Regions from separate parts of the Zea mays genome. Here region 1 is linked to region 2. A link is a contact called in public Hi-C data. All regions are on one chromosome and are shown on one strand. Each heading gives the region's core, a stretch centred on a gene start, on an enhancer-like site or on the middle of the called end of the contact. The rest is flanking DNA. Distances are from core to core; before and after follow the strand shown. Region 1 has its middle 14 kb from the start of LOC100277644. Region 2 holds the start of LOC100282724.

What was found. A called contact is a pair of places that touch in the nucleus more often than the background predicts.
Region 1: a Hi-C map of endosperm shows a contact between it and region 2, with 2.6 times the contacts expected there. The contact joins the enhancer-like site here to the promoter of LOC100282724 in region 2. A contact is called at or near these places in 3 of 25 Hi-C or Micro-C datasets (endosperm and leaf).

Annotation. Positions count from the first base shown.
Region 1 is chr1:287,171,394-287,175,138 of Zm-B73-REFERENCE-NAM-5.0, reverse strand. No RefSeq gene overlaps it. Among protein-coding and RNA genes, the nearest start is that of LOC100277644, 14 kb to the right of the region's middle. Within about 2 kb of position 1,833, at least 17 of the 20 cell types and tissues checked have an H3K27ac peak or open chromatin away from gene starts, as enhancers often do. A contact at or near this core is called in endosperm, where this site is marked.
Region 2 is chr1:287,021,250-287,024,902 of Zm-B73-REFERENCE-NAM-5.0, reverse strand. It overlaps LOC100282724, which reads right to left and starts at 2,098. Exons shown (of 5, transcript NM_001155631.2): 1 at 1,728-2,098; 2 at 1,458-1,588; 3 at 946-1,306; 4 at 774-850; 5 at 57-634. The coding sequence starts at 1,938. The coding sequence ends at 398.

The sequences.
Region 1 (3,745 bases), core at 584-3,083, 150 kb before region 2:
CATCTTTCCCGAACTCCGAAAGTGCTGGCCAGGCCAGGCACAATTGAGTGACCAGACCAGACTCACGGCTCCCCCACCCTTGGCCACTCACCCAAGATTTCAGCGTGCCCAGACTCCGATTCCGGAGTGCATGCATGTTGATGTCTCATGTCCGATGACAGTCTCTCTCTCTCTCTCTCTCTCTCTCTCTCTCTCTCTCTCTCTCTCTCTCTCTCTCTCTCTATCCTCCCATCCCTCCTCGCCCTTTCCATCTTCACTCATGAGCCATCATGCCACACCGCAATGTTGGACCTTTTCCACGTTCCGAATCCTCATCATCAGTACCCTAGTTTCCCATGTACAGACTCATCAGAGCTTTTGGTCGTACCGCTGCTTCTATATTGGCACATTGCTTTCGTGCCACCCCAAACATGTGCCGATTTAAACTTCCGTTCCACGTCCACCCAACCCAAGCACGCCATCATTATTGTTGGGCTCCAGGCCTCCCTCAGGCCTCAGCAACGTTACTTACCACTAGTGTCATGCAGATTGCATGCAGATGCCCATGCATATGCCCGGGGAAAACAAAAACAAAGCAAAGGAATCGACGGACACACTAGTGGCGCGGCGCCTCCTAGACACAGGCAGCCAGCGGGTTCAGCGTAGCGTGTACCATGATGACACGGAACGAGCTACGTACGCCTCGTAGTATAGTAGTGGTACTACCGCGCGCTAGCAGCTACTATGATAGCTAGCTAGCTAGCTAGCACGCGCAGACACACGCCAGGAAGAGGCCGGGTGTCGAGTCGAGGAGAGAATCTCTCCGTCGTCGGCGGTCTCCATCCATGATCGGTCGTCGTGTCCGGGAGAAGCGAAGCAGCCACAGCGAGGGAAAAGGCCGCCCCGGCCGGGCAAGGACTAGGGAGCCCGGGTTTCTAGGAGTCAAATCCATCGGCACACCACCACACAGACACAGACACAGACACAGGCAGGCAGGCAGGCCGCAGGCACCAGCCAGCGCGCGGCTCTCCGCTAGGTAGCCTAGCCCCCCCCCCCCCCCCCCCCCCCCCCCCGTAGCGTGTCGCTTTTGCGCGTGTCGCTTTTGCGCTTTGCGTTTGCCGGCCCTCCCTTCCCTGCCGCTCGCTCCGCATGCCCTTGCCTTTGCGTCCACCCGGGGTGGGTCGCCCCCAAACAAGAGGTGACCCGGCCACGGCAGCTGCTGGTGGCTGGCATTGGGCACGCCGCGCCGAGAGGACTGGACACGCTCGGCGCGGCTCGATCGGCTGGGATGGATCGGTGTGGATCAGATCGTTCTGGGCGCAGGAATCCGGGCGGCGGGGGAGGCAGGCAGGCAGGAGGCACCTGCTGCACGCGGTCGTTTCCGCCGGGGGGAGCCGGGAGCGTAGCGTACGACCGCCTGCCAGGCTGCCCCGCCCCCGCGCGGCACGCTCCTCCGACGACGCGTCCTCCCCGCCCGTTCGCGAGCTGCGTGCGTCACAGCGTAATTCGACTGCATCGCGTACGGGCGCCAGGAGGTGTTAATCATTCGCCGCCGAGTGCTTGGCTAGCGATAGGATAGACCAGGACCAACAGGCAGGGCCGCCTTCTTCGCAAACGATCGAGTAGTGTGGTTGGTTTCCTTCCGACCTGGGCGTAGGCGCGTAGCGGTCGCGGACACACAACGCTGGCCGGCTTCGGCTTTGCAGAACATGTGTGAATCGAGCGAGAGCAAGGTTTCTTTTTTCCCCCCACCCATTTCTTCTGCCAGTGATTATTGGTGTAGGATGTGCATGGAGCTCTACCGTGATGACGATAGGCGTGCGTTACGAGCTCTGTGGGCCCCGCCGCGTCGGGGACTGGGCCACCACGCCGACCGACCGACCGGCCGACCGAGGCGAGAGGCGAGCAGTCCGGACTCCGGAGTCCGGACGCTGGTCGCTGGTTGCGCTTTGCAGGGAGGATTCCAAATTCCCGCTCTGCACTTCTGCAGCGCAGGAGCAGCATGCATGGTGCATGGACCGTGGCCGTGGCGGCAGGCAGACGGGAAGGCGAGCGAAGCACGGTATGGTTATACAGTACCGCGCGTGCTGTGCGTGCGTGCATGGTGGTACTACATGCGTGTTACGCCACGTCCGGACAAAGCCTGTCGCCCCTGTAGAGCAAGGTGTACATGTAGCAGCAATACGAATACGAGTACGTACGTACAATGTTTAATCGTATGGATGCTTCTCAACTTCCTTTGGACCGGCCCGTTGCGTGTACTGTATGTGATTGTTGACACGTAAAAATCGAAGGTGCTGCCCCGCTCTAAACTCGATCAGCTAGCTCTCCAAACAATCACTAAAGCCGCCTACCCATTCCTGAAACAATCACTAAAGCCGGCCGGTTTGGGGCTTATAATCTTTTTTATATATATTTTTCATAAAGTAATCCACCATCAGCAAGAGAACATAGGTTCTTACATACTGTGCGATCCAAAATACCTGTAAAATCCTTGTGCATTTGGTTCGTGATGTTATAACCTGGTGGACATACCCTACTACTGTACAAAGGCTCACCCGGCCCCCTTGCTCCCATAGCAATCCTTTTATTACAGGTACCTTTGGTACATGGTGCCTTTGCTGTGACACAGATCTAGTTTGGAAAAATCATACTATCAATTAGATCGAAAAGCAACAAGCTTGGGCTGCTTGGCTAATGGTCACTAAGTTGGAAATGTCCTTATAAAGTGATCAGAGTAATAATTGAAATTTTATATATGATAGAGATACTGTAGGTGGTAGTCTCCCGAGAGCAATCAATATTTGACAAGAAGCCTTGAATACCTTCTAAACGACGGTCGATACTTGTATCATCCTTAGAATAAATGAATATGGTCATTGTATAGATTGCTCTTAGATGCTAGACAGTTAATAGATTGAAATCATCACTATTTAGTGTTTTCAAATTTATAAGGTTTTTATCTAAAAATAGGGTCACATATATTAACATGCAACAATAGAACAAAGGAGAATGGTATTGCCACTGCATGGAATTGGCTAGGCCGAATCACTGAAGCCAATCAAGATAGATAGCTTGCTAGTGCAAAGTCGTCCAGGCCAACTATAGTGGTCGGCTCCCTCCGTAAAGCCCGTCCTAGTCGACTATTGCTGATTTTTCTCTCGAAGAGATTCATTTCTAATTCAGTTTTTGAAATTCAAAACAACTTACCAGACATGTTTTAAAAGTGTTCCTACTAATATATCATACATGTGACCACCACCACACACATAAGAGGATGAAGACCGATTAAGATTATCCAACATTCAATTAGTAAAAAATGCATCTACTATTCCTTTTATCTTTTATCTTTTTTCTTCTTCTTTTTTATCCTATTGTTCGTCACTTCTCTTCACGAGATTTGATGGTATTGTAGATGGTTTTACCGATCCTAGAACAACCTTCACATGCTCCTTTCTAAAGCTTCAACATGTCTCCTCGAGAGGTGTTCAGAAGTCTACACATATGAGTATATGACGAATTAATAGAATCAACATTGGTTTAACCGGTCTCTAGATTAATTTTGTGGTTTAACTAGTCTCTAGATTGGTTTCGTCGGACAGTTATTTTTCTCGCTGCGTCTTGACTAGCTCATGAATTACTGTATATGAACTTCAATTCTCAAGAACGAACTCGTGTATATATATAGACTATCACTACAGTAAACTAACAAACATCCGACGGCCGCCTTATCTCCGACGGCTGTGTACGAGGCCGTCGGAGATAA
Region 2 (3,653 bases), core at 849-3,348:
TAGAGATTTGCTTGCTGAACCAAATGAGATGAAGCTCTCAATCTTCGTCAGGGACGCTGACAAGGGCATGTATTTATTTCATTCAATTCAACAACGCTGCAACCATTCGCGATTCAAGACAACAGGCGGGCAACGAATATGGTATGTATGTATGTTATCTATATAATATCTCATTCTCAGGGCGAAAATTTTGGGACCTGCCCAGAAATTAAAAGTCAGGAAGCCATCAGCTTTCCATGTACGTACATGACAAACAAACAATCCAACCCATGATCAGTTGAGCTCTTGGGCGCACGCACTACAACCTCTCTCAAGACTGATGAATCTGTTATTGCCACAGACGGGCAAGCAGAAGCCGCGACGCTATCTCTACACTCTCATCCGTCGAACGCGGCCTTTACACGTATTTCCGGCTGTAGCCTTCGGACTTGTCGTCCTCGTCGCTGCTGCTGCTATCGCCGCCGACGGTGGCCGCTACACCGGATCCAGAGAACTGAAGCGGGCCCTGGGGAGACCCGGACTGCGAGCTGCTTTGCTCCTGATGAGGAGGAGCCCAGAGGCCGCCCGCCAGCATGACCGACTGGCTCACCGGAGCCACGACGCCGGGGGATCTTCTGTTGTGCAGCCGGTACTTCTGAAATACGAACACGACACGCCGATCGAATCAGTTTCCAAAACAAGATGCTATATCATCGCCTTCGTCTGAAATAGGCACCGGCGCGGCGCTACTAGAAGGAAATAATAATGCCCGGACAAAACGGATCATTGCTCACCTGGAGATGGCTTTTCACTTCATCGTTTGTAAGCCCGTCCACCTTCATCACCTCCCTGATCTGCTTCGGAGTAGCAACTGCAACCAACGGTGAAATTCGTTAACACATCTCCTCTAGCAAGCAACTAGTAGTAAACTTCTTACAGACGATCCGCGGTGTCGTGTATATGTACCTTGAGGGCCGCCGAGTTGATGCAAGGCGGCAACAAACAGCCGGTGAAGCTCCGGCGACCAGCACCGCCTCGCCTTCCTGGCTTGCTGCTGAGCCTGAGAGTGCAAGTTGGCCCCAGAGCCAGACGGTGGCATAGTGGCACAGAATCTGCCGCTCGCGTTGTCGCTGGCAGACATGGGAGGAATCGGCGGCTTAGCTGCGGGTGGTACCAGCGACAGACCACTGCCGGCAGAGCTGTCTTCTCTCCTGAAGAATGGAGGCGGCAGGGGTGGCACCGCCGCAACGGCCCTTATGGGCATGGGTGCGCCACCGAGCAACTTGGGCTCCGGCGAAGTGATTTCACTCAGTTGCTCTTTGTCAGACTGTAAGTAGAGATAAAATAATCCGTGTTACAGTTTGATTTTATTTGGTAAGAATGACCCTAAACATGAAAGACCCATGGATCAAAAAGGAAAACAATAGAGCAATCTGATGAAAACAAGCAGCATGGCGTACTAGAGTTGCCTGCTCTACCTCGTCGGATTTGGCGTCGCTGTCGAGCCACAGCTGAGCGGTGCTCATCCATTTCCGCTTATCGCCGTCGTCGGCCTTGGCCTCCGCGTCTCCGCCTCTCTTGGCGGCCTCATCCTTCAATTCGTCGATCACTGCAGGCCGCGACGCACGCACCACCACCGCGTCAGCGAACCAGGGGCCGAGAAGAGAGACCACAACAACGCGCGCGCGCGCGTATATACGTAGGATAGGAAGAAGTACATGAAAGGACAGCAGGAGACCACTTCTCACCATCGGCGAGGAGACGCACGCAGAGCGGGAGCTCGCGCCTGAACACCTCGATCTTCCGGCGCTCCTCCTCGAGGCTCCTGATGCAGGACTCGATCTCCGCCGGCGCACCCTTGGCCGCGGCCGCCATCCCTCCGGCGCTCCGCGCGGCGAACAGCCCGAGGTCCAGACCCAGATCCAGGCCCATCCCGATGCCGCCGACGTCCAGCCCCATGCACGCGACGCGAGCGAGGCGTGGAGCAAGGTACGGGCACCACCACCAGGAATCTTTTGCGCAGAGAAGAATCGGCGACCGGAAGCCGAGACGAACAAACGAAAGAGAGAGAGGCGGAGGCGGTGGGTGGGGTGGGTGGAGGATGACTGTGAGGGGATCTGGATTCCGGAGGTGCGCCCGCCCTGGCATATGTATAGACGGGTGGTGGCGGCGAGCGGGGCGAATGGAATCTGCGAGCTGGACCGCAGGATGGGAGGAGAGAGAGAGAGAGAGACCACGCCCCCAAACCACGCGGCGCCTGGGGTGCGGTGGGCGCGCGCTGCGTTGCCGATTCCTCACGTCGCATCCAGCGCGATAAGCTCGCGGTCGCGGCCGGAGCCGGACGTCTCTGTCTCTCTCAACACTCCACGGTGAATCGTGGGATCCCTCCATCGGCGCGGCCTCGAGTTACCGCTTCTCACACCACACGCGTAGTTTTGCGCCTGCACCCCTCGCGTCTCTCCGAGAACTGCAGCGGGGTCCCTTCCGTTTTTTTGCTTTAGCTTACGTTCCGTGCAAGTTTTTACATGCGTGATCGACGCCTTGACAGCTTGCGTGCCCAGGTGAGATCCTGCCTGGCCTGGAATGGATGACGAACGCCTTTTTTTAGACGTGAATCGTCCGTGGTGATTCTTCCATCTCCATGTCCCTGGTCTCACGGGGGACATCTGGAGGATTGGCCCATCGGTTTCGGTGGCGGATTGGCGTTTCGGGACGTCTGGAGGCTGCGCGCGCGGGGGGTGGGGTCAGATGGATGCGTTTGGTTTTGTTGGCAGCGCTCCCAAGCACGCTGTGGTCCTGCCTCCTGCCATTTGTTTTCTCTGGCTGTCCTCGTGCACGATGCAAGTCCAAGTCGATGATGATACACAAAGGCCGTACGCTCCGGATAGTTCGTTCCATGGCTCCATATGGAGATCTTTTGCCTGGGAATCTGGCGAAAAGGTTAACTTCTTCGACACTGTTGTTTTCTTTTTTAATTTGGCAAAACTCGAGCATGCAAAGTGGCTTTCCCAAAACAAACACGGGTGCATACCTCACTCTAGCTAGGGGGAAGAAGTATCTTGTCTTGATCATCTAAAGTTGGCACACCAATGGCTAAGACACAATATTCTGCTAGTGTCATATAGTCGGACCGCCAAACACTGAAGTTGACCTTCGTCTCAAATCAAACTATCTCCACGATCATCAAATATCGGGAGTCTCCATTTCTAAGCTACTTCATCAATCCGTATACATGATACACTGGCTGCTACGCGTGAGCGAGCCCAAAAGGCATGATGTAAGTTGCATAAAAAGAGAGGGAGCAGAAAGATCGAAAAAATCTATTTCTATTACTTATATACATGTTTATATCTAAAACTGAGAAAGCTACCGGACGTTAAATTCCAAACCAAACAATATAGTGCACAGGGTAGATTATTTGAACTTATCTAAAATAAATACTATATTCGTTTTAAAATAGTAGTCGTTTTAAAAAATTACTTGGTTTATACAGTTCTTGATGTATGTATTTTGTATATGTGGCTAGATTCGTCATATCTATTTCAATATAAACATAAAAACCAATAGATAAAACGAACATTATTTTGAAACGGGGTGAGTAATATCTAAACATGACCATATATAGCTAAAAAATGTTACGTTGTCACCAAGATAATAAAAGGGCCAATCAATAG